2 separate regions of the Gossypium hirsutum genome follow, and region 2 is linked to region 1. A link is a contact called in public Hi-C data. All regions are on one chromosome and are shown on one strand. Each heading gives the region's core, a stretch centred on a gene start, on an enhancer-like site or on the middle of the called end of the contact. The rest is flanking DNA. Distances are from core to core; before and after follow the strand shown.

The links. A called contact is a pair of places that touch in the nucleus more often than the background predicts.
Region 2: a Hi-C map of leaf shows a contact between it and region 1, with 2.4 times the contacts expected there. The contact joins the promoter of LOC107888903 here to the enhancer-like site in region 1. A contact is called at or near these places in 4 of 34 Hi-C or Micro-C datasets (all in leaf).

What each region holds. Positions count from the first base shown.
Region 1 is chrA09:55,072,839-55,079,249 of Gossypium_hirsutum_v2.1, reverse strand. No RefSeq gene overlaps it. Among protein-coding and RNA genes, the nearest start is that of LOC107888863, 8.6 kb to the right of the region's middle. Within about 2 kb of position 4,114, at least 3 of the 9 cell types and tissues checked have an H3K27ac peak or open chromatin away from gene starts, as enhancers often do. A contact at or near this core is called in leaf, where this site is marked.
Region 2 is chrA09:55,226,999-55,233,409 of Gossypium_hirsutum_v2.1, reverse strand. LOC107888903 (actin-depolymerizing factor) reads left to right here and starts at 2,615. Exons shown (of 3, transcript XM_016813171.2): 1 at 2,615-2,913; 2 at 3,776-4,041; 3 at 4,271-4,722. The coding sequence starts at 2,899. The coding sequence ends at 4,421.

The DNA.
Region 1 (6,411 bases), core at 2,865-5,364:
TTAAACTTTATACATATACTATTATATTTTAATATGAATATACGTATTATATATCTTTAAATTATTTACTTATATTTTATTATATTATATTACTTCATATCTTTCTATTATCATATTAATTAACATATATCATTACTTATTATTTATTATAATATATTTTTATCACATAATGTTTATATATCTTTATATTATATATTATATAATTATTTTATTATACATTATTTTATATTATTATTATTTATTATATATTATTTTTTACAAACTATTATTATTTTACATTATTATTTATATATTATTATTATATTTTTACTTGTATTACGTATTCTTTATATTCTTTATATATATTATATATTATTTTTACATATATACTTTCATATTATATATTATAATTATTTTATATTATTATGTCATCTTTTATACCATTATATATATTTTTATCAATATATTATTACCATTAAAAGTTTTAACTTGTATTATATACTTATTTTTATTTATATGTTAATAATTACTTTACTTATATTCTATTATTACACATTTTGAAGATATTATAATATAATAATTTGTAATACGTATATTTCATCATTAATTATTTATTTCATATTATTCTAAACTTATACAATTATTTTATTATAAATATAAATTCTTTCATATTTGATATTTTATACATTATGTTTTTCTAAACCATTATATTTTATATTTTTATATAATTATTATTCTTATAAATATTTTTATTATTATTTATTATATCACATTTTTTTATATATGCTCATTCTATTTATCAATCGTTTGTATTATACATATATTTTTTTAAAACTTATGTTTTTATTATTATACGATATTTGCTTTTACTTTAGAATTAATGTATTATTGCTATGTTATGTATTTTATATGTTATGTAATACCTTAGACTTTTATAATTTATTTTCAAATGCATTTTTTTTATATATGTGTTAAAATTGTATATCATGCGTCATTTATGTTTAAATATATGTTGAATTATATGTTTAGGGATTTTTACCTATTCTTCTTAAATATGCATTGTGTTTTATGTATATTTTTCTTATTTAAATATTGTCATGTTTTATTTCTTATATATGTTGATTAGTGTATGATATTTATGCTGTTATGCTTTTACTTACCTATTATTATAACATGTTATCTCGTATGTTATGTTAATATGCTCCTTCATGCATCGGTTTTAAAAAAAGAGACTTCAAAGTTTTCAAAAATAAAAAGGCAATGCTTGGTATTTGGAAGCTTCGAGAAAAATAGTGCCTATTGGGTTGCAACTTTTCTCGTTGAGTTCGAATAGTCAAGTACCCTTCTAATTTTTTTTTTAAGATTTTCAAAATACGAGCAACTGTCTTGGAATTTCAAAGCGTTGTGTCCTAACTTACTGGATGTGGCGTTTTGTCGTTTCCAGATAGGGATTTCCAAAAAGGCTAACTTAATGTCAATATTTTGATACAAGTGAATCCCAATTTTCAAAATCAAAATATTTTAAAGAGGATTGTATCTTAAAATTTTTAAAATTTCCAACCTTAAAGACATTTGATAATTAATTAGGTACCAATTTTTAGGCGTTACGAAGGTGCTAATCCTTCCTCGTAAGTAACCGACTCCCGAACCCGTTCTTTTTATTTTGTAGATCAAAACTAATGATTTTAAAACAAAATGTTTTAAAGGTGATCCAATCGCACCTAAAAAGATTGGTGGCAACTCCCATTTTCGTTTCTCTTAAAGTCGATTCCCTTTTTCCAAAACTCAATTTTAAAAATGGTCTCGACAATTTTCATAGTTTTACTTTGTTTTTAATTTCAATCCACATGGTTTTATTTTGTCCATATTTTTTGTGATTTTGTTTTGTCCACTTTCTTTTCAAAGAAAACATATTTTTGTTCTTTTAAAATTCTAGTCATGTTTTGACATATACATGAGATTTGGCAATATAAAGGTGCCGCCAAATTTACTAGGAACAGTTTTTGAAGGGTTTTATTATGATATATTATAGTGATGGTAATAGATTCGAGATGATGAGGAGGATAGGCCATTTGAGACTTGATCTTTTGCGCTTCACTGATGTGGTGAGTTTATTAGGGATTTCGATAGTTTCCATGATTGATCAATATTCATCGTTAAGTGATGATGGTGGGTTGGGATGCAAATTTTAGCGATTTGATCAAGCTGATACATTTCTAGTTTGTTTATGAAATATTGCAGACTTGCAGTTACTATTAGTTTTTCCTTTTATAGTGATTTATTTATCCTTTAAACTATACGTCGTGTATTTGTATTATTATTGTTCATAATTCTAGTATTTTCTTTTAAAAAAATTCTATTTTTCTCATGTTACAATTGAAGTTAAAATATTTTATAATAATCACTTCATATTACCATATTTTATTTTATTTAAAATTATATGTATATCATATAATTGTACAGTATCCAACGTTAGGAAATTAAACTCATGAAAGCTTGGATCAAAAGTAAAAAATAAATTGATTGCGGATGGTGGAGATCAATGTCGAGCTTTTCGGTCATGACTGCTTTATAATCTAAGAAGATGGACGTTTATTTTCACAGGTTATTTACCTCGTCTCTTGTTTATGTCACACATTTAATTCCTAGTTATTCACCTCTTTAAAAAGTAATCCATTAATTCTTTAATCAACTCCTATAGATTATCTTAATTTGTATAAAATGATAATTAAAGTTTTTATTAAACAATTATTTAACACAAATTTAAACTATATTACTCTCGTTCTAAAAATAAATAAATAAACCCCTTTCACATCAATAGTTTTTCTCTCTCCATTTATTTTTTTATTTTATATTAAAAGTGTCAGGTGTGTTTGGTAAATTAAAAATTTAAGTGCTGAAAAATTAAGAATTAATTTTTATGGTTAAATTTTATAAATATTAAATTATATTAAAAATTATTTGATAAATTAGTAAATGTAAGTACTGAATATAATTATGTTATTTTATAGAAATAAATTCTAATTTTTTATAAATTATTTTTTTTAAATTTTACATATTAATATAATATTTTATATCATTTTGGATGAAAAATTAAATATAGTAATTTAAATATCTAAATTCTTTTAACAAAAAAATCATTTATTTCAATTTTTTAATGAATAAAAATAATTTAATATTTTCTACCTTAAGTAATAAGTAACCTACTATTTATCTTATTCAACACTTTTTATTGAAAATTTTATATTAAGTAAACAATTAAAATGATTATCAAACACATTTAAAATATTAAATATTGAAATAAAAGTTTTTAATATAGATGTTAGAAAATGTATTCGCTCTAGGCCTTAGAGCCATAGTATGAAAAAGTGTAAAAAAAACTTTCACTATTGACTCTACTATAGAGGTCGAGTATATGGTTGCTTCTGAGGCAACGAAAGAAACAATATGGCTTTAAAAGTTCTTAACCGATCTTGAAGTCATTCCTGATATAGAAAAAGATATAACACTGTATTGTGATAACAGTGCTGCAAGACGAAATATACTGACTGAAAGTATCACTTGATACAAGAGGCAGTAGCTGAAAGAATTATAGATGTGATGAAAATAACATCTAAAGATAACCTTATGGATTCGTTTACTAAGAATTTTGTAACTAAGAGTTTTATCAAACATGTCGAATGCCTATTTGGATCCAATACTTCATCCTTCAGTACAGCCTCCATCTCATTATGGTCATCGCAAGTCGGATTAAAATGAGTAACAGTCATGCCTTGAAAAACACCTAAAACCCGATCCCCTGCTACACCATCATTACCCAAAACAAAATCAATAGTTGAGGGAGAATAAGGAAGATCAAAATCTGAGTGTATTGGTTTGTCTCTATTCTGGTCCATCAAACCATTCTCCTTTAAAGCCCGATCCTGAACAAGCGAGCCCAGTTCTGCAGTTTTAATGTCTTCTCTAGGTTGGGTCGAAACCTCTTGTCCGTCCTTGCCACACAAAATTGGCAACATCCTTTCTTATTTTTCAGTTTAATTAAATTAAAAAAGCCCAACTCACTCATTTAGACATTTTCCTTGCTTTGAGCCTTAGTACCAACAACAACCCATTTCAAATGAATACTTTCCCGCCCGGCCTGTTGACTACCACTAGGCCCTATAGTCCCTTTTTTATTCCCCTGGGCCACGTTAAAACTTTGCCCAGATTTTACCTTAGCTTTTTTAAAAATATCTCTTCCACCACTACCCTTACCCCTTTTAGTAGAACGATTCTGTTTAATGTTAGGATCCACAAAATCCTCTCCCCTCAAATCTTTGCCATTTTCCTCTCCATCAACTGAACTCAGCACATTAAATCAGGACTTAACAATCTCATTTCTCGGACCACCCTAAGATTTCGCTGTTACTTTCTCTCTACCACCACCCATAGGCCATACTCCCCGAACCTGTCTGCACCAATGACAAGTTATATATGTTATGTTGATTTAAATTCAAGGACTATTTTTCATTTATTAGAAATAACTTTTAATGTTACTACACGTGATTTTATATTATTTTAATTCATATATTTTCTAACATATATTTGTACTCATTAAATGAGGATTAGTTTAATTTATAGTAAAGGTCAATTGATTTTGAAAAAGTAATTGTGAAAATAAAATAATAAAAATAAAAAATTGAATTATATAAAATTATTGAAATAATACAAAAATTTGGAACTATATAAAAATTTAAAAATAAAAGATATTTACACTAAATTAATGATCATATTTAATATAAAAATTAAAAAATAATTGTTAAAATTTGATTTTATTTTCATAACGTTTGTTTGCTTCGCATAGTGTAAACAATTTACAAAAAAGTTTAAAATATAATATTATAATATTATATTACCTCATCTTCAATTAAAATAATATTCTATCTCTCTCTAGTGCAATTGTTGTTTTAATATGATTCAATACTACCTTTTCGAAGAACCATTGCTTGCTCCATTCTTTTTTATATAATTCTAACTTTTTATTGCTTAAAATCTCCATTTTTTTCTTAGAAACTACTTGATTGAATATATCTAACTACTGGATGTTAATTGATATATAACTTTAGTACTAATTAAGTGATAACTAAGATGTTTAGAGTTCTATTCAATTAATAATTATATTTTACATAAATAAAAGTAACACATTTTAAAAAAATAAAAAGTCTTTTTTATAATAATTTCAAAATTAAATTATAATTATTTTTAACTAATAATTCTAAATTAAATTAAAATTATAATAATTATATTTTATGCTAAGAGTTCCATTCAAGTAATAATTTTATTTTAAAATTGCAACACATTCGTTTACATTAAACTTTTTCAAAATAATAATTATAAATTAAATTATAATATTTTTAAATGTATAATTATCATAACTTATCTCAATTTTTATTTTATGTCACTTTTTTAACTAATGATTCCAAATGAAATATTATAATTATTTTAAATTTCAATTTATTATTATGATAGAAAATAAAAGAAAAATATTTCTGTTGGTTCAAAAATTTCTCCGAACTCATCCTTATCTATATGTATGTATATATTAGAAATAGCTCAAATTCGATTCTAACCTAATACTTGGATTAGGACAAGGGAGAAGTTAGTAAAGTAAAGCAAGGTAAAATATGAGAATTCAGGGTAAAAAGTGAGTACAGGCAGGTAAAAATATGACTTAATATCATTAGGGCTGACCAAGAGTCACTGCGATATTAAAAGGAAAAAAAAAAACCTTATGACTTTTTTATCGATCAGGTGTTTGGGTACAGGCTCGATGTGCTAACATAGATAGATTTGACAACTTGAATTTGTGGGCATCACAATGCTATGGAGTCAGTTTGGTGCACTAGCACGAACAATTTGCTTGAAAATTTTTATCTAAGTCAAGCCCCATGGCGCCTATGGTCACACCAAAAAGACATTTTTCTTAAATTTTTTTCTGAAAATTCCAAGTATCTCTGTGCTCTAAATGAACCTTAATACCTCCTTAGCCTTACTTTTTGTAACACTCCACCTGGAAATCAATTGGGTGCAAGATGTCATATTTGTTACTAAAGCAATTCAAGCAAACAAAAAGAAAGACTTACTAAAGCTAAAAATTGAAAACAAGTGTGGCAATTTAAGTTAAAGAATTTTAAGAGTATTAAATGCACTTAAATTAAGTCAATCGAGCCCACATATAACATTTTGGGGTCAAAAGTGGTTAAACATGGAGCTAGGTTACTAATTTTAGGATAAACTAACAAAATACAGGACTATATCTCGATACAGTGAAGTCATGTCTCGAGACATGCCTCTTCTGTTTTTGAATTTTAGTTTTAAAGTTTTGAAACAATGGAACCATGTCTCAAGACAATGACCCTTATCTCTCGAGACAAAGCCTCATGTCTCAAGACC
Region 2 (6,411 bases), core at 1,366-3,865, 160 kb before region 1:
TATATATATTAAGTAAATTTTTTATTTTATTTTGTCTAACCAATGATTATAGTCCATATTTTGCAGCAAGATGCACAACCACCCAAACAAAAAGGGAAATCTTTCATTAAAAGGTCAACTACCTCAGATAAATCTAAGGGAAAGCAAACATTTTATCTGAGTTTCTTCGTTTTACTATTGATCAAACATTGTATATTATTTAATATAAAATACTCTTATAGTCTGGTAGAACCACAAGGAGCATGACGATAGCTTCATGCCAAGATGGTAATGGAAAAACTTTTTCAACACCCAAGTCGCGAAACAACAAGCGAAAAGCTCCTCTCGACCATCTGGAAACACAAGAATCAATTGTAGGAAACATGAGTAAATTATTGTTATTTTGTTTTGAATGACTTCTGTTGTTTGTCTTGTGATTCACAATAGCTATTGAACTTGTGCAATCTTACATGGAAATAATGCAGCTTCATTATATATATCTGCTGTGTTTTCTCTAGAACTGGGGATGCTATCCTTTTCTTTATGTTGTATGCTAAACCATGCCATAATTCACTTCATGACTGTGCACATAACCTTCTGCAAATAGGTCATACAACACAAGTCTCTTATTGCAACAGTTTTCTGTCTGCGAAGTTCCTTTGTCAAGCAAATCATTTTATCCAGTGTGGCATAATTTCATTTATCTATTTGCATCTCATATGTTGGTTATATGTGCCAAAACTAGCTTGGCCTACAACATTTATCTTGTATATATTTTCTATTTCGCAAAACCATCTCGTGGTAGCTCGTGATCCCAAAAGGACGGTGTAAGGTATTCTGCCTACAACATTTTGAGCCTATAACATTCTGGTTTTGGAATACAAGATATTAGTCACATTTTGAGCCTACAACATTCTGGTTTTGGAATACACCAATGTTGAATGTTATTTTGTTGTATTGAAAGCCAATATGTTGGTTTTTTTTATGGTTCATGTATAGCTCACTCACATTCTGGTTTTTGGCTGGTATAGCATGAATAGTGTATAGGCTAATCATATGCTTTTGTAATGTATATTTATCCAAATTGAAATGGGGAAATCATATGCTTAAATGATCAAATTTGTCCTTTTAGTCTTATGTTTATTGTCACTGCATTATTTACTAAGCTAAATTAAATTAAGCATAAACAACTAATATTGGTCATTACTTCCAAGCATAATGTTAAATTACATAAAAAAACAACTAAAATTGGTCATTAGTTCCAAACATAAACAAACATATGTTGGATCATTTTACATTCAATCAACATTTGCAACTGCTAGCTGCATATGCCTCTTACCACTACTGCCAAAAAAGCAACCTATGGTGATGCAGACAATACATAACATAGAGTAAGAAAATAATATCTTATGCATTGACTTCTCTTTCTCAATAACTTTAATTTTTTGTTTCATGGTCAACATTTTCTTCCTTAATGCTACTTCTCCTTCAACACCATAAACTGATATACCTCCTTCAACCTCAATGTCAACAACACTAGTGCTGCCATTATGGTTACCATCAAATGTAACCAAATCCATAACATTTTTTCTAAGTGCTAAATTATCCTTCAAAAGATTTCATTCACTGTCATGCAATTGACGCAGTAAGTCAGTTGCGTTGTTACACATTTTCCCATCGTACCACTTGAAGAAATCACAACCATTGTCCTACAAACAAACCCTAATTCAACCAAATTGAAATGATCCAAATTGAAAACAAAACAAATTATGAGACTTATGAAATCATCAAAATTGAACTCAAGCTCAATTTGCAAATAAAAAATCTTCACTTACCCGAAAATCTGAACAACCATAAAATCTCCTACTCGGATTTAAATCGCTCCATGAAGTATCTCTTAGAGCTAACTTATTGTAGTGATATTTTACTGCTGGTCCATCGTAGACATACTCCCTTCGCAATGAAGTATTGCATATGACGATTTTTTCTTCGCAATGTGATATTTTATTGACTATTGGAACTATGTGAATCCATGATTTTAGACGACAGTGGAAAAAAATAAAAATTTCTAAAAAGATTAAGGATTTCACAATTTGGTTATAAGGGATTAAGGATGTAGAAAAATCCCTCAATCAATGATTCAAAAAAGAAACTGTTGAAGATTTTAGAGATTCAACGAAGATTTCAAATGTTATAGATTTAGGGATTTTACGATTTAGAGGTTTCACGATTTAGGGAATTTGACGAATTAGGGATTTTAGTATTTGGGGAAAGTTTTGAATTTGAGGATTTGAGATGATTTGAGATGATTTGAGGGATTTAGGGTTTTTTTGTTTTATGTTTATTAAATTTGTTTAATTTTTTTGCCACGTCAACGTTATTATTTAAATGTCTACCATATCATCACTCAATTAGAACACCACATAACCAAATTTTTGACCGGCTACTGACTAACAGTCATCTGATGGTTACCGTTTTAACTGAGTTGATGTTTGAAAAATCCGTTACGTTGAGGGCCAAAATCAGAAAAAAAAAAGAAGTTTGGGGCATATATCCAAAAGCTCCTAAAGGTTGAGGGTTTTTTTTGCAATTATGCCAAAATGAAATTAAAATATTGAAAAGCCAAATGATAAACGGCTACCTCCGCAAAGAAGATGATGCGTCATTGTAAGAAAAGAATCGAACACCACGCGCCTCCTTCCTTGCCTCTCAAAACACGCACAGATACGCTTTAATTACCATGTTTATCTCAAAAGAATCAGAATAAAAAATCCTTATTTTTTTTAATTAAAATTTCAAAATAGTTTCAAAAAATTTTCTTTCCATTTCTCCTTTTTGGTGGCTGCTTTTTCCCCTTATTTTCTCTCCATAAGAAGTCTTTTTCTCTTCATTCTCCCAATATCTTCATTTGAAGCAGCTATGTCTTTTAGAGGAGTATGTCTCTCTTTCTTTTCATTGTTTTACATCTGATTCAGTTTGGGTTCTTTTTGTTTTCTTTGGTTTAGCTTAAATTAAGTTGAATTTTTGTTTTTCCACCCTGAAATTTAAACGAAGTTGAGGTTTTTATTATATGGGTGTCTTCTATTTTGTTCATATTTTATTTTTTTATTTTTCTAAGATTGAATCTTCCATTGGCTAGTTAGATCTTAGCTTTTAGTTTTAGTTCTTGCATTTTTGGGTTCATGGAATAATGGATTATTAGCTTAGATTTGTTTTACAGTTCCATTAATTAAGATCTGGTTCAGTTTGGGTTCTTTTCAGTTTCTTTGTCTTAGCTAAAAATGAGTTGATTTTTTTTTCCTTGCTGAAACTTAAACAAAGTTGATTCTATGGGCAGCTTCTATTTTTGTTATAGTTTATTGGGTTTTTTTTTCCTATGCGTTTGTAAGATTGAATCTTCCATTGGCTAGTTAGATCTTAGCTTTTAGATTCTGTTCTTGGATTTGTTTTTCATGTTTGAGTTCATGAAATAGTTGAGTATTAGATCAGATTTGTTTTACACTTTAATTTTTATTGTGCATTTTCTTCTTCAATTACAATCCTAGCTCTGTATCTTGTTGTAAATATATGGGCATTATGATTTGAACCTAGATTAGGATGTTGAATTATGTTAGATTCTAGTGTCAGATACGGGTATGTATCTGATGCCAAAGCCAAGGTTTTTTGGATTTATTGAACGAAGTTTTCTTTTTTTGCTTAAAAATGGAATGATTTTTCTTTAATATAAGAAGTCAATACTAATCAATTTTGGTTGGAGTAACCATTAAACATTGAGCATTTGTTTCTGGTTTTTCAGGGAAATGCATCATCGGGCATGGGAGTGGCTGAACACAGCAAAAGCACGTACCTGGAACTGCAGAGAAAGAAGGTGTTCCGATATGTTATCTTCAAGATTGATGAGAAGAAAAAGGAGGTCATAGTTGAAAAGACTGGAGGTCCGACAGAGAGCTATGATGATTTCGCAGCCTCATTGCCGGAGAGTGACTGCCGCTATGCAGTTTATGACTTCGATTTTGTGACTTCCGAGAATTGTCAGAAGAGCAAGATCTTTTTTATTGCGTGGTCAGTTTCCTCTTTCAATTGCAAAGTAATCCCATTCCATTAATTTGGGCTGCATTTGAAGTACAAAGCTTTGTAATATTAAGTCAAATATTTTGCTTTGCTTTCTCTTTAAGGTTCAGAAACTCAAGTTCTTTGAGTGTGAAAATCATGGAATTAGTTTTAGTTTCTTGTCATCGACTTGTTGGAGCTTTTCTGCTCATCACCTTGGTTTCACCTTGTTCTTCTGCAGGTCTCCTTCTGTTTCGAGGATCCGTTCCAAGATGCTTTATGCAACATCAAAGGACAGGTTCCGAAGGGAATTGGAGGGCATCCATTACGAAATCCAGGCAACCGACCCGACTGAAATGGATCTTGAGGTGATTAGGGAGCGTGCACATTAAGTGTCCGCTCCCAGAATTCACATGCTTAGGAAAACTTCCTAGAGGTACCTTTAGGGTTGTTTTATGGTTCAATTAAATTGCAGAATTAAGTCGAGTTACCCGACTCTGACATAGTATGTCGTTATCATTAAATAACGCCTGAGAAGGCTGATTAGGAGGAGGATCAGGGTTGGAACATGGGAGGAATGTTGGGACTTTGGACTTCTCATTTCCATGATGCTTCTCAGGTGAAAAGGAGTGTGATTATTATGGATATTGACTCTTATTCGTGGAATGGTTTTTCAATCTCTTGTGCTTTTCATCTGAAACTTTTCTAATTAATTGAATATAAAAGTTTCTAAGGGTGATAATGGTTTGGTGTGATTAAGATATGGGTCTTTTGATTTTAAAATATAGGGTAAAGTACGAGAAATAGTCACTGAACTTTTATTTTTTATTTTGGTCACTAAATCAAATATCTTCGTCAATGAAGGTTGAGAGCAGTTTGAATAGATGGGCTTTTTTTTATTGGTCTAATATCAGTTTTAGTCTTTTAATGTTTACACATCAGTTTGATCTTAAATATAAAGTATTTAATAAATTTAGTTTTCAACATTTACAAAATAACAAACGTTTTGTTTTTTTAGCCTTTCAACTAATATCGTTTGTCAAAGTACTAAAAATGAATGGATAAAAAAGAAACGTTAACTTTATTAACTTGGCAGTTTATGTGCATACTATATCATTTATTATTTAATTTAAAAAAAATACAAACTTATAGAAATATATTTAAAAATAAAATATATGTAATATTATAAATCTTGTTTTTACAAATAAGAAACCATATTAAGTTCTAAATTGTCTTTGTCTAAAAATAAACAAAGTTCCCTTTTCTTCTATCTTTAGTAGTTATAATTACTAGCGTCGGTACTAGTGATTTCTTCCAATCACGTTGTTAATGATGTTCTAAATCTAAAATCTTGAAACACAACGTTGACATCTATGGCTTCTTCCAATAAAGATCGAGGTCAGTTTTTCAAATCCAAAATTTAGAAATATCAATTGACAATGCTTTGAACCAATGTCATTGGTCCTTTTATCTTTTCATACACTGTCGCTTGATGGGTTATTGTAAAAGAGCTCTATCGACAAAAAATTACATGAGTTTTGTTAGAATGATTGATTATGGATTTCTTTTTGTTTTGGTTGAAACAAGTGGTTTGACATTTTTGAAGTATTTTCTTTTTATTTTTAGTATTTTTTATTTAGGGTTGTGAATTTTTAAGATTGATGAGCAAAACTAAAATAGAGGTGTTAAGATCTAAATATATTAAGAGGGGGTGAATTGGCGTATTAAAATGTTTTCAAGAAAGGGAAAAAATCAAATGACTCAAGTATTTATAGTGGTTTTTTATCTCAATTGTCTACATCCATTACCTTCGTTTTCCTCAACTAAGTATTTCCCAAATCCACTAGATTTAAACTTTTAAGAACAATGTTTAATCTTACAAATTCCTATATTTTTAAAGGTAAGATAGAACCACTTTCCCTTAAGGTTTTCTACCAAAAACCTTAAGTAACACTTCATAAATGAGAGAAAAATAATAATGAATAAGATGATACCTTTAAAAGGTAGATAATCAACAATTAAGCACTCTCACACAAAGTTACAACACTTGAAATAATGATAGAAAACTTAATCCACAAGTGTGTACAAGAAATATTTAGTAAAAAATTGAGAAAAATTGAAAATTGAGTTCTTGGAAGTTAGACACTTGTTTCTTGTCTTTGTTGACTTCAATGAGGAGCCTTGACATTGTATTTAAGTCCTTTAACAACATTGTGGACGTTTGTAGTCGTTAGAAACAAAATGGAGTCATTGCAGTTATAAAAATCAGCATTAACTGTAGTCTGCAGTTTCGTTGTATCGGTAGAAGGAAATTTGTATTGGTAGAAGTCTTTCCAAAATATGACCATTGGGCTCGTTCTATCAGTATAAGTTATCTTGTAC